2 separate regions of the Pan troglodytes genome follow, and region 2 is linked to region 1. Evidence: chromatin contacts called from public HiChIP or PLAC-seq data. All regions are on one chromosome and are shown on one strand. The core of a region is the stretch at or near the end of the contact, and the rest is flanking DNA. Distances in the headings are between cores, read along the strand shown. Region 1 holds the start of SPACDR (sperm acrosome developmental regulator). Region 2 holds the start of GNB2 (G protein subunit beta 2).

Region 1 (5,094 bases), core at 1,384-3,883:
AGCAGGAGAATGGGCTGCTGCGTGCCCTGGCCAGCCCGGAGCAGCTGGCTCAGCTGCCCTCCTCGGGGGTCCCACGGCTTGGGCCCCCTGCGCCCAATGGGCCCTCCGTCTGAGCCTCCCTTCCCTTACAATGTGCCTTTGGGGCTGCCCGGCCTTGTGTCAGCCGCCTGCCCCCTCTTCCTATGCAGCTTTAATGTCCCCGTGTTCCCGGGGTGGGAGTTCAAGGCTCAGTAATGGCCTGGTCCCCCGGCCCCTGCCCCATCTCCTCATCATCCCCAGCCTTGATGGAGGAGGGAGGGCTTCAGGACGGGGCGTCAGAGGGAGCCCCCTCTGGGAGGGAACCAACCCCCACCCTCCCTCCTGGGACCCCCCAGCAGTAGACGGCTTGGGGGAGTCGGAGGCTCCCCGGCAGACACCCCACCCCCATCTTGTTCCCTTGAGGTGCCTCCTCTCCTGTGCCCAGAGGAGGGAGTGTGGACAGTATCTGGAAGTTCTGGGATTCAGGTTGTTATTAAAATAATAATAATAATTAAAAACTCTGAAGAAACTTGAATTTGGAGGTTGACATCTCGTTTGTTGCTTGTGTTCAGACTCAGGGGTCGTGCCTGCCGTTTAGGGCTCCCCTGAGATCTTTTGCAGACTGGGGAGGTTTAAAGCGTGGGAGACGGAGGAATTGAGACAGAGGCTGGAGAAGGGAGCCAGCGGTTCGGGTCCTGGGAAGGGGCAAGTGAGGATTGGGGGTGGGGGGGCGTCTGCCCACGTGCTGGGCGGGGGGACCGGGAAACAATAAGGTCTTTGGTGGTTGCCCAAGATCCACCCCCGGCTTCCCAGTGTGTCCCCTCTGCGGGCTGGATCCGGGTGGCTGCTTGGGGGCGGGGCGGGGGGCCCTGAATGGGCCCCTTGTCTCGGGGCTGAGTGTGGGCCAGGCTCCCCGGGCACACGGTGCCCTTGCCAGGCCTGGCCAGCCGCCGTGGCTCCCACCCCCGGCCAGCTGAGGACGGGCCCTGTGGGTGAGCTGGCCCCTCCCTGGCAGCCTGGGCTCCGGTCCCAGGCGGAAGAGTCAGCAGCAATGGAGAAGGACCCCATCTAGTGGGGAAGAGGCGAGAGCTGCAGCTGTAGCCCCAGGAGGCCCCTAGCCCCGGGATCCCCTGGCCCCAGCAGCCTCCAAGGAGGCTGGCCTGTCTTGGAGTGCCTGACTCTCTGCCTCCTTAGGTTTCCCTAGGTTCATAACCTTGGGCAACTTCTTTGGTTTTTCTTTTTTTTTTTTTTCATTTCTCCTTTCTTTTTTTGAGACAGGGTATTGCTCTGATGCCCAGAGTGCAGCAGCACAATCACAGCTCCCTGCAGCCTCCACGTCCCTGGCTCAAGTGATCCTCCCGCCTTGGCCTCCCTGAACTATAGGTGTGCGCCACCACGTTCAGCTAATTTTCTTTATTTTTGTAGAGATGGGGCCTTGCTATGTTGCACAGGTTGGAGTGCAGTGGTGTGATCATAGATCACTGCAGTCTTCAACTCCTGGGCTCAAGTGATCCTCCCACTTCAGCCTCCTAAGTAGCTGGGACTACAGGCATGTGGCACTATGCCCAGCTAGAGACGGAGTTTCGCTCTTGTCACCCAGGCTGGAATGCAGTGGTGAGATCTCAGCTTACTGCAACCTCCACCTCTCAGGTTCAAGCGATTTCCATGCCTCAGCCTCCTGAGTAGCTGGAACTACACGTGTGCACCACCACACCCAGCTAATTTTTTTTTTTTTTCGTATTTTTAGTAGAGAAGGGGTTTCACCACTTTGGTCAGGCTGGTCTCAAACTCCTGAACTCAAGTAATCTGCCTACCTCAGCCTCCCAAAGTGCTGGGATTACAGGCATGAGCCACTGCGCCTGGCCTAAATTTTTTGGTAGAGACCATCTCGCTATATGGCCCAGGCTGATCTCAAACTGCTGGCTTCAAGTAATCCTCCCACCTTGGCGTCCCAAAGTTCTGGGATTACAGGTGTGAGCTACCACACCTGGCTCTCTTAAGTTTTTTCCTTCCTTGCTTCCTTCCTTCCTTCCCTCCTTCCTTCCTTTTTTGTCTTTCTTTTTGGTTTTTTTCTTTCCTTCTTTTCTTTCTTTTGTTCTTTTCCTTCTTTCTTCTTTCTCTCTCTTTCTTTCTCTCCTCTCTGTCTCTCTCTCTCTTCCTTCCTCCCTCCTCTCCCTTCCTTCCTTCCTTCCTTTTTTTTTTTTTTTTTTTTTTTTTGAGACAGGGTCTCATTCTGTTGCCCAGGCTGGAGTGCAGTGGCACAATCATGGCTCACTGCAGCCTCCACCTCCTGGGCGCAAGCAATCCTCCTGCCTCAGCCTCCTGAGTAGCTGGGACTGCAGGCACACCCCACCACTCCCAACTGATTTAAACTTTTTTTTTGAAAAATTTAAACATAGTGAGTTGGGGGGGGTCTCACTATGTTGCCCAGGCTGGTCTTCAACTCCTGGCCTCAAGTGATCCTCCTGCCTCAGCCACCCAAAACACTGGGATTACAGGCATGAGCCACCATGCCCGACCCCGTTCAGCTTTCCTGAATTTCAGATTCCTCTTTGGTGAAGTGGCACTAACAATAATACCTATCTTGAAGGGCTGCTGTGAAGGGACTGCAGGACGTGATGCAGGAACAGTGCTTATTAGTTTGTTACGTGTTAGTTTATTTTCCCTGGATCTGAGCGAAGAAGAGCCAGGGTGGAAGAGATGGACTCTGTGGGTCTGGGCAGGGCCTCGGGGGTTGGGGTCAGGGCCAGACAGCCTCACAATGGTCTAGAACTCTCCCTCACTGTAGGTTCTCACCTACTTCAACTCCTCTCCCTGTCCCAGGGAGGGGAGAAAAGGTCTGGGATTCATTGCCAGGAGGGGCTTCCCCCAGGATTTCCTACTTCTTTCTTTACTGCTGTGCTTGAAGCTCACAGGAGACCCCTCAAGAGGTGGTCACTGGCCCACAGCCCACCCCATCCCCCACCCGCCACCCCCACCGTACCAAATGCTAGCTCTGCCCTTTCTTCTGTGTTTTTCCCATCAAGAGAGATGGTTGTGGTCATGAAGTTCTTCCGATGGGTTAGACGGGCTTGGCAAAGGATTATTTCCTGGGTGAGTTTCTGAGACCACTCTGTCCTCATGATACGCTGGGATGAGGGCATGGGTCTCAGTAGCCCCTTACTGCGTGGGTTCCCTCCCTTCCTGGCCTGTGGCCAAACAAGATGGAGTGGGGAGGAAGGAAAGGACAGCTGGGGAGGGGCTGGAGGAGAAGGAAGAGAGGCCAGGAAACTCACTGCTCCATCCCTTTTGTGCCTTCTTTTCTGTGGATGGTGTTGTCTCTGCCCTGCCCCTCTCTCCTGTCTCTCCTCTCTGTGTCTTGGTTCTCAGGTTTTCTTCTGGAGGCAGAAAATTAAACCAACCATCTCAGGACACCCTGACTCCAAGAAACACTCATTGAAGAAGATGGAGAAGACTCTCCAGGTGGTTGAGACTTTGAGGTTGGTCGAGCTCCCAAAAGAGGCTAAGCCCAAGTTGGGTGAGTCCCCCGAGCTGGCAGATCCCTGCGTGTTGGCCAAGACTACAGAGGAGACCGAGGTGGAGCTGGGCCAACAGGGCCAATCCCTACTGCAGCTGCCGAGGACGGCCGTCAAGTCTGTCTCCACGCTCATGGTCTCTGCCCTGCAGAGTGGCTGGCAGATGTGCAGCTGGAAGGTCAGCACCATCCTAACACCCCCTCCCTCTTTCCCCAGCCCCCAGTGACTCACCCCTCCCTCTGATTACTTGTTCAACAATTGTTTCCTGGCCTGGTGCAGTGACTCAAGCCTGTAATCCCAGCACTTTGGGAGGCTGAGATGGGAGGATCACTTGAGCTCAGGAATTCGAGACCAGCCTGGGCAACATAGCAAGACCCTGTCTCTTAAAATATCTTTTTCTTTTTCTTTTTCTTCCTTTCTTTTTTTTTTTTCTCCCTGAGACAGAGTCTCCCTCTGTCGCCCAGGCTGGAGTGCAGTAGTGTGATCTCGGCTCACTGCAACCTCCACCTCCCCAGTTTAAGCTATTCTCCTGGCTCAGCCTCCCGAGTAGCTGGGGACTACAGACTCCCACACCTGGCTAATTTTTGCATTTTTAGTAGAGACAGGGTTTCACCACAAGGCCAAGCTGGTCTTGAACTCCTGGCCTCAAGTGATCCACCTGCCTCAGCCTCCCAAAGTGCTGGGATTACAGGCAGGAGCCACCATGCCCAGCAAATGTTTTCTTTCTTAGCCAGGCATGGTGTTTTCTTTCTTAGCCAGGCAGGAGTTCAAGGCCAGCCTGGGCAACAAAGCGAGACCCCATTTCTACAAAAAAGTTAAAAATTAGCCAGGCTTAGTGGTGCCTGTAGTTCCAGCTACTTGGGAGGCTGAGGCAGAAGGATCACATGAGCCCAGGAGTTCAAGGCTGTAATGAGCTATGATTGTGCCACTGCACTCCAGCCTGGGCAATAGAGCGAGACTCTGTCTCTTAAAAATATATATATATTTCTGGCCGGGCACGGTGGCTTACGCCTGTAATCCCAGCACTTTGGGAGGCCGAGGCAGGCTGATCACGAGGTCAGGAGATTGAGACCATCCTGGCTAACATGGTGAAACCCCCTCTCTACTAAAAATACAAAAAATTAGCCAGGCAAGGTGGCAGGTGGCTGTAGTCCCAGCTACTCAGGAGGCTGAGGCAGGAGAATGGCATGAACCCGGGAGGCGGAGCTTGCAGTGAGCCGAGATAGCACCACTGCACTCCAGCCTGGGCGACAGAGCGAGACTCCATCTCAAAAAAAATAAATAATAAAAATAAAAAATATTTCCTACGCGTCCACCAAATGCCATGTACTAAAGATACAACAATGAACAAGACTTGCAGACTTGCAGGGCTACAGATGAGATAATAGGCATTGCTAGTTCAGTATCCACACATTGTTGAGTGTGACGTTGTCAAGCGGGCTGTAGGACCCCAGGAGAGAGGCATGTTATCCAAACCTAAGGAGTCAGGTGAGGCCTTTTTTTTTTTTTTTTTTTGAGATGGAGTCTGTCGCCCAGGTTGGAGTGCAGTGGCGGGATCTCG
Region 2 (5,094 bases), core at 1,105-3,604, 210 kb before region 1:
GGGTGTCCCTTCGAAAACAGACCTGGCTTCTGCCCCAGCCCGCACAGGCACCGCCCTCCAAGCACCTAATTTTAAAAGGGGCGGTGCCTCTTGAAATTCACCCCACAAGGCGCACACCCTCCACACACACCCCCAGCTTCGATGGTGGCGGGTGGGGGGAGAGACCAGAGGGGAAAGCTGGGCTGTTCGTGGGGTTGCCTAGGCAACCGTCACCCGGACCGAGAGCACCTCATTGGTGAAATGCCCCCACCCTAGCCCCGTTGCCAAGGCAACCGCATCCACGGCAGAGACCTGTAGGGTGGGTGACCCCACCCCCGGCCCCATCGCCCCCGCCCGACCCAGCCTCCCGCCCTCCCCAGAACCGGCCCGGGTGGCTGTTTACAGGATTTGGGAAAAGCCGATTGGGCGCTAATAGGTTCTGGACGGCTCACCCCGGATAATCCCCGGTCCGGCTGCGCCCCATTAGCCGTCCGCCGCGGGTGGGGGTGACAGCGGCGGGGAAGGCAGCCCCGAGCCGCTACTCCCTCCAGCGCAGGGACCGCCCGCCCCGCCGCGCCCGCAGAAAGCCCGTGGGAGCCAGTCTCGAGTAATTACGGCTCCGCAACGAGGTCCCCGGCCCCGAGGCGCGGAGGTGCTCTCTCCCAGGCGCGGGCGGGCCGCCCCAGGCGGCCTGGCCGCGGCGCCCCGGACACCCGGGGGGCCCAGCCCGCAGGCTCGGCGCCCGGGCCCCAGGGGCCTGGCTGACTCGGCTCCGGGAGCCTGAGTCCTCCTCCGCCCGCGGGACACCTGTGCGATCCGGCCGTACACACTGCACTTGGCCGGCCCAGGCGTCCCCCACCCAGCTCCCACTTCCCCCAGGCGCAGGGCGTTCCTCTTCCCCACTGACATTTCCCCTCCTTATAAGTTCAGCTTTCTACGCCAGTGCCAAGGGGTGACCCTCAAAATCGGGGGGTGGGGGGTGCGGGCAGAACTCCTTACTCTACCCAACCCCCAGGCCCGCACAAAGCCTCTTCCACCTACTAGCAGCCCAGGCCTGGCGGCACCGCCGGAGGCCCAGGGCAGAAGGAAGCACGGCTGGAGGAAGAAACTGGGGGCGGGGGCGACGTTCTCAGCCCTCGGTCCCCATCACCCCCCAGGGCCCTCAGCAGCCCCCAGACTCTAGGGATATAGCAGCCGGGGCTCCATAGAGAAATGAGGGTGCAACCGCCTCCGCAGGTCTGGCGGGGCTCAGGAGAGGTGACGGGAGGGTCCCTGGATCTGGCAGCTGGAAGGCGCGGGCTGGTGCGGCGCTGCGAAGCGCAGTGGGCCTGGCCCTCCAGCCCCCACGACCTCCATTTTGCCTAAAAGAAAGCTGGGCGGGGGGCGGGCGCCTGGGAGCTGGGCTTGGGGTGAGGATCTGTAAAGGGAATAGGGCGCCGAGGGCTCCAGTTTCGGCAAGTGGGGCCAGAAACCACGGGCAGCACCCAAATCGTGGGTAGGGTGGAGACGAAAGGAAGGGTGGCGCGCGGCCTTGCCTGCTTCTCCCCGATTTTGGAGTTGTGCAAGGCGAGGGCCGGCAGGGGTGCGACAGTGGAGGACACGAGGGGTGCTCCCCGGGGGCAGGCGGGAGAGTGGCGGTGGGGAAAGGGGGCGGGGCGGGGCCTAGAGGAAGCCCGGAATTTAGCCCCCCAACTTCCGAGGGAGCAAGAGGCAGTCGGGGCTGGGCTGGGGTCTGGGGTCGGGCAAAAACTTCGCTGATGGTGCGGGGAAGCGCACGCACGGTGGGGGGTGAGGGTTCCCCCAGTTCCCCTTCCGGGTTTGGGAGCGACCGGGCAAGAGGGGAAGGGAGGGGAGGTCTGGGGAGTTACGTCCTCTCCCAGGAGGCCAGCCCGGGGAGACCGAAGGAAGAGAGGTTCCCCTGGGGGAAATTGGGGCTGGGGGGCGAGAGGACTCCTTTTGCCAGCGAAGGTACCTGTGGCGGTGGGACTCTGCGGCGGGGGTCGCTGGCGGTGCGCGGGCGGCGCTGTCTTCCTCCGCGGCGGAGGAGGCGGCGGCGGCGGCGGCGGCGGCGGCGCGGATGGATTTCCTCAGTGGCCCCAGCCCCGCCGCCAGCGCTGCCTCCCCAGAGCGGAGGGATCCCGCCCGCCAGTGACGCGGCTGCCGCCGCCGCGCCCAGGACCCGGCTGGGCGAGACCAACTGCCTCGCACTTGGGGGAAGCCAGGAGACAAAACCCCACCGAGGGAGCAAAGACGGGCCCAGTCGCTCCCAAGGTTCTCACCCTGCGCTTTGTGGACGCAAACCGTACTCAAATAAAGGGTTTGCTTCACGGAAAGGAGTAAGACATCCCCCCTCTGGGACTGGAGGAGGTGGTACTGGCATATGAGGAGGGTGAGACCTATCGCTGGTCACGTGATCAGCCTCCCGCCCCGCCTGGATTGGGTGGCTCCAGACTGGGAAGGGGAGTTCGACGCCCCAGTTCCCGGTTGGGCCACGCCCCGGCCCTGAGGAGGCCACGCCCCTCACCAGGGGGCGGAGCTAAAGAGACCTGGACGGGGCCGGCCTCGAGGCTGCTGGAAGAAGAAGCGCGCTTCCGAGAAAGTCCCCGAGCGGGAGTGGGTAGGGGCTGATGCGGGCGCCCCGGGAATGCCATGAGAAGGGTCGTGTCCAGGCATTTCCTCAGCCTCGCCCACTGGGCCTTTGTAGACCCCCTTTCAGGGCTTGCCACTGAAATAACAACTCATTTATTGAGTGCCACACTTTTTTTTTTTGAGACGGAGTCTCTCTCTGTCGCCCAGGCTGGAGTGCTATCTCAACTCACTGCAACCTCCGCTGCCCGGGTGCAAGCGATTCTCCTGCCTCAGCCTCCTGAGTAGCTGGGACTACAGGCGTGTGCCACCACACCCGGCTAATTTTTTGTATTTTTAGTAGAGACGGGGTTTCACGGTGTTAGCCAGGATGGTCTCCATCTCCTGACCTCGTGATCTGCCTGTCTCGGCCTCCCAAAGTGCTGGGATTACAGGCGTGAGCCACCGCGCCTGGCCCGACACTTATTTTTTAATTGGAGTACAGTGACGCGATTGTAGGTCACTGCCACCTCAATCTCCTCGGCTCAAGTGATCTTCCTGCCTCAGCCTCCCTAGTACCTGGGACCACAGGCGTGCCCCAGCCACCATGCCCAGCTAATTTTTAAATTTTTGGTAGAGGTGGGGTCTTGCTATGCTGCCCAGGCTGACATATGTTAAGTCTCACAATACTGGGAAATTAAGTGCTAACATTCTCCTCATTTTCTTTTCTTTTCTTTTTTTTTTTTTTTTTTTGGAGACAGGGTCTCACTCTGTCACCCAGGCTGAAGTGCAGTGGCATGATCTCGGCTCACTGCAACCTCCGCCTCCTGGGTTCAGGCGATTCTCCTGCCTCAGCCTCTGGAGTAGGTGGGATTACAGGCGCCCGCCACCATGCCCACCAATTTTTTTTTTGTTTTTTTAGTAGAGACGAGGTTTCACCATGTCGGCCAGGCTGGTCTCAAACTCCTGACCTCAGGTGATGTGCCCGTCTCGGCCTCCCAAAGTGCTGGGATTACAGGCGTGAGCCACCGCGCCCAGCCTTCTCCCCATTTTCTAATAGTGGAAAGAGACCTGAGGCTGCAGAGTTTAGATATGAACCCAGGCAGCCAAAACTTTACTGTACATTCCAGTATATCTGTATGAGCCTCTAGATGAACCTCTTCCTCCAGGGACCTTGCCTGTAAAGGGACAAGAACGTAGGTCTAGGCCTCAGTTAAATGGGGACGTTGACAGCATCTGCCCTGCAAGTCCCAGATTCTTACTGAGAACCCCATCGATTGTGGAAATGCTTTGGGAAGTTCAAGGCAACAAATAGCCTTCACTGAGTCCTTGTAATTTGAAAGTATCAAAACACGCAGCCATAAGAAAGAACGAGATGGGGCTCACGCCTGTAATCCTAGCACTGTGAGAGGCCGAGGCGGGTGGATCACTTGAGGTCAGGAGTTTGAGACAAGCCTGGCCAATATGGTGAAACCCCGTCTCTGCTAAAAATACAAACATTAGCTGGGCGTGGTGGCACACACCTGTAATCCCAGCTACTCAGGAGGCTGAGGCAGGAGAATTGCTTGAACCCAGGAAGCGGAGGTTGCAGTGAGCCAAAATCACACCACTCACTGCACTCCAGCCTGGGCAACAGAGCAAGACTTCGACTCAAGAAGAAGAAAGAAAGACGAAAGAAGAAAAAGTAAAAGAAAGAAAAGGAGGGAAGGAAGGGAAGGAAAGAAAAAAAGAAAGGAAAGAGAAAGGAAGAGAGAAAAAAGAAGAAATCATGTCCTTTGCAGCAACATGGATGCAGAAAAGAGAGAGAGAGAAAGAGAAAGAAAAGAGAGAAGGAAGGAAGGGAAAGAAAGAAAGAAGAAACAAAAGAAAAGAAGAAGAAATCGTGTCCTTTGCAGTAACATGGATGCAGCTAGAGGCTTTTATCCTAAGTGGATACATTTCTGCAGGAACAGAAAACCAAACACTGCATGTTCTCACTTATAAGTAGGAGCTAAACACTGGGTACTCATGAACATAAAGACGGGAACAATAGACACGGGGGCTTACTAGAGGGGGGGAAGGGTTGAAAAACTACCTATTGGGTACTGTACCCCAGGTGATGGGATCAATTGTACCCCAAACTTCAGCATCACAAGATATACCCATGTACATGGGTACATTCATGTGCACATGAGTCAGAATCTAAAAAGATGAAATTATATTTTAAAAAGTATCAAAACATACTCTTCATTTAGTCTCTGTGAAAGACATTACAAATCACTTTTCAAAAACAATTGTTTTTTCTTTTTTCTTTTTTTTTTTTTTTTCTGAAATGGAGTCTTGCTCTGTCACCCAGAGCTGGAGTGCAATGGCACAATCTCGGCTTACTGCAACCTCTGCCTCTTGGGTTCAAGCGATTCTCCTGTCTCAGCCTCCCGAGTAGCTGGGATTATAGGAGCATGCCACCAGGCCTGGCTAATTTTTGCATTTTTAGTAGAGATGGGGTTTCATGTTGGCCAGGTTGGTCTTGAACTCCTGACCTCGTGATCTGCCTGCCTCGGCCTCCCAAAG

Evidence for each region. HiChIP or PLAC-seq counts read pairs in DNA pulled down with a chosen protein or histone mark.
Region 2: a contact with region 1 is called in an H3K4me3 HiChIP or PLAC-seq map of stem cell-derived excitatory neurons, with 9 times the contacts expected there. The contact joins the promoter of GNB2 here to the promoter of SPACDR in region 1. A contact is called at or near these places in 1 of 7 Hi-C or Micro-C datasets (stem cell-derived neural progenitor cells) and 1 of 1 datasets of contacts at active chromatin or transcription factors (stem cell-derived excitatory neurons).

Annotation. Positions count from the first base shown.
Region 1 is chr6:109,926,262-109,931,355 of NHGRI_mPanTro3-v2.0_pri, reverse strand. SPACDR (sperm acrosome developmental regulator) reads left to right here and starts at 2,633. Exons shown (of 4, transcript XM_016946201.3): 1 at 2,633-2,948; 2 at 3,045-3,111; 3 at 3,388-3,711. The coding sequence starts at 2,719. TSC22D4 (TSC22 domain family member 4) reads left to right here. Exons shown (of 5, transcript XM_519260.9): 5 at 1-553. The coding sequence ends at 113.
Region 2 is chr6:110,133,611-110,138,704 of NHGRI_mPanTro3-v2.0_pri, reverse strand. It overlaps GNB2 (G protein subunit beta 2), which reads right to left and starts at 2,354. Exons shown (of 10, transcript XM_016946195.4): 1 at 1,952-2,354.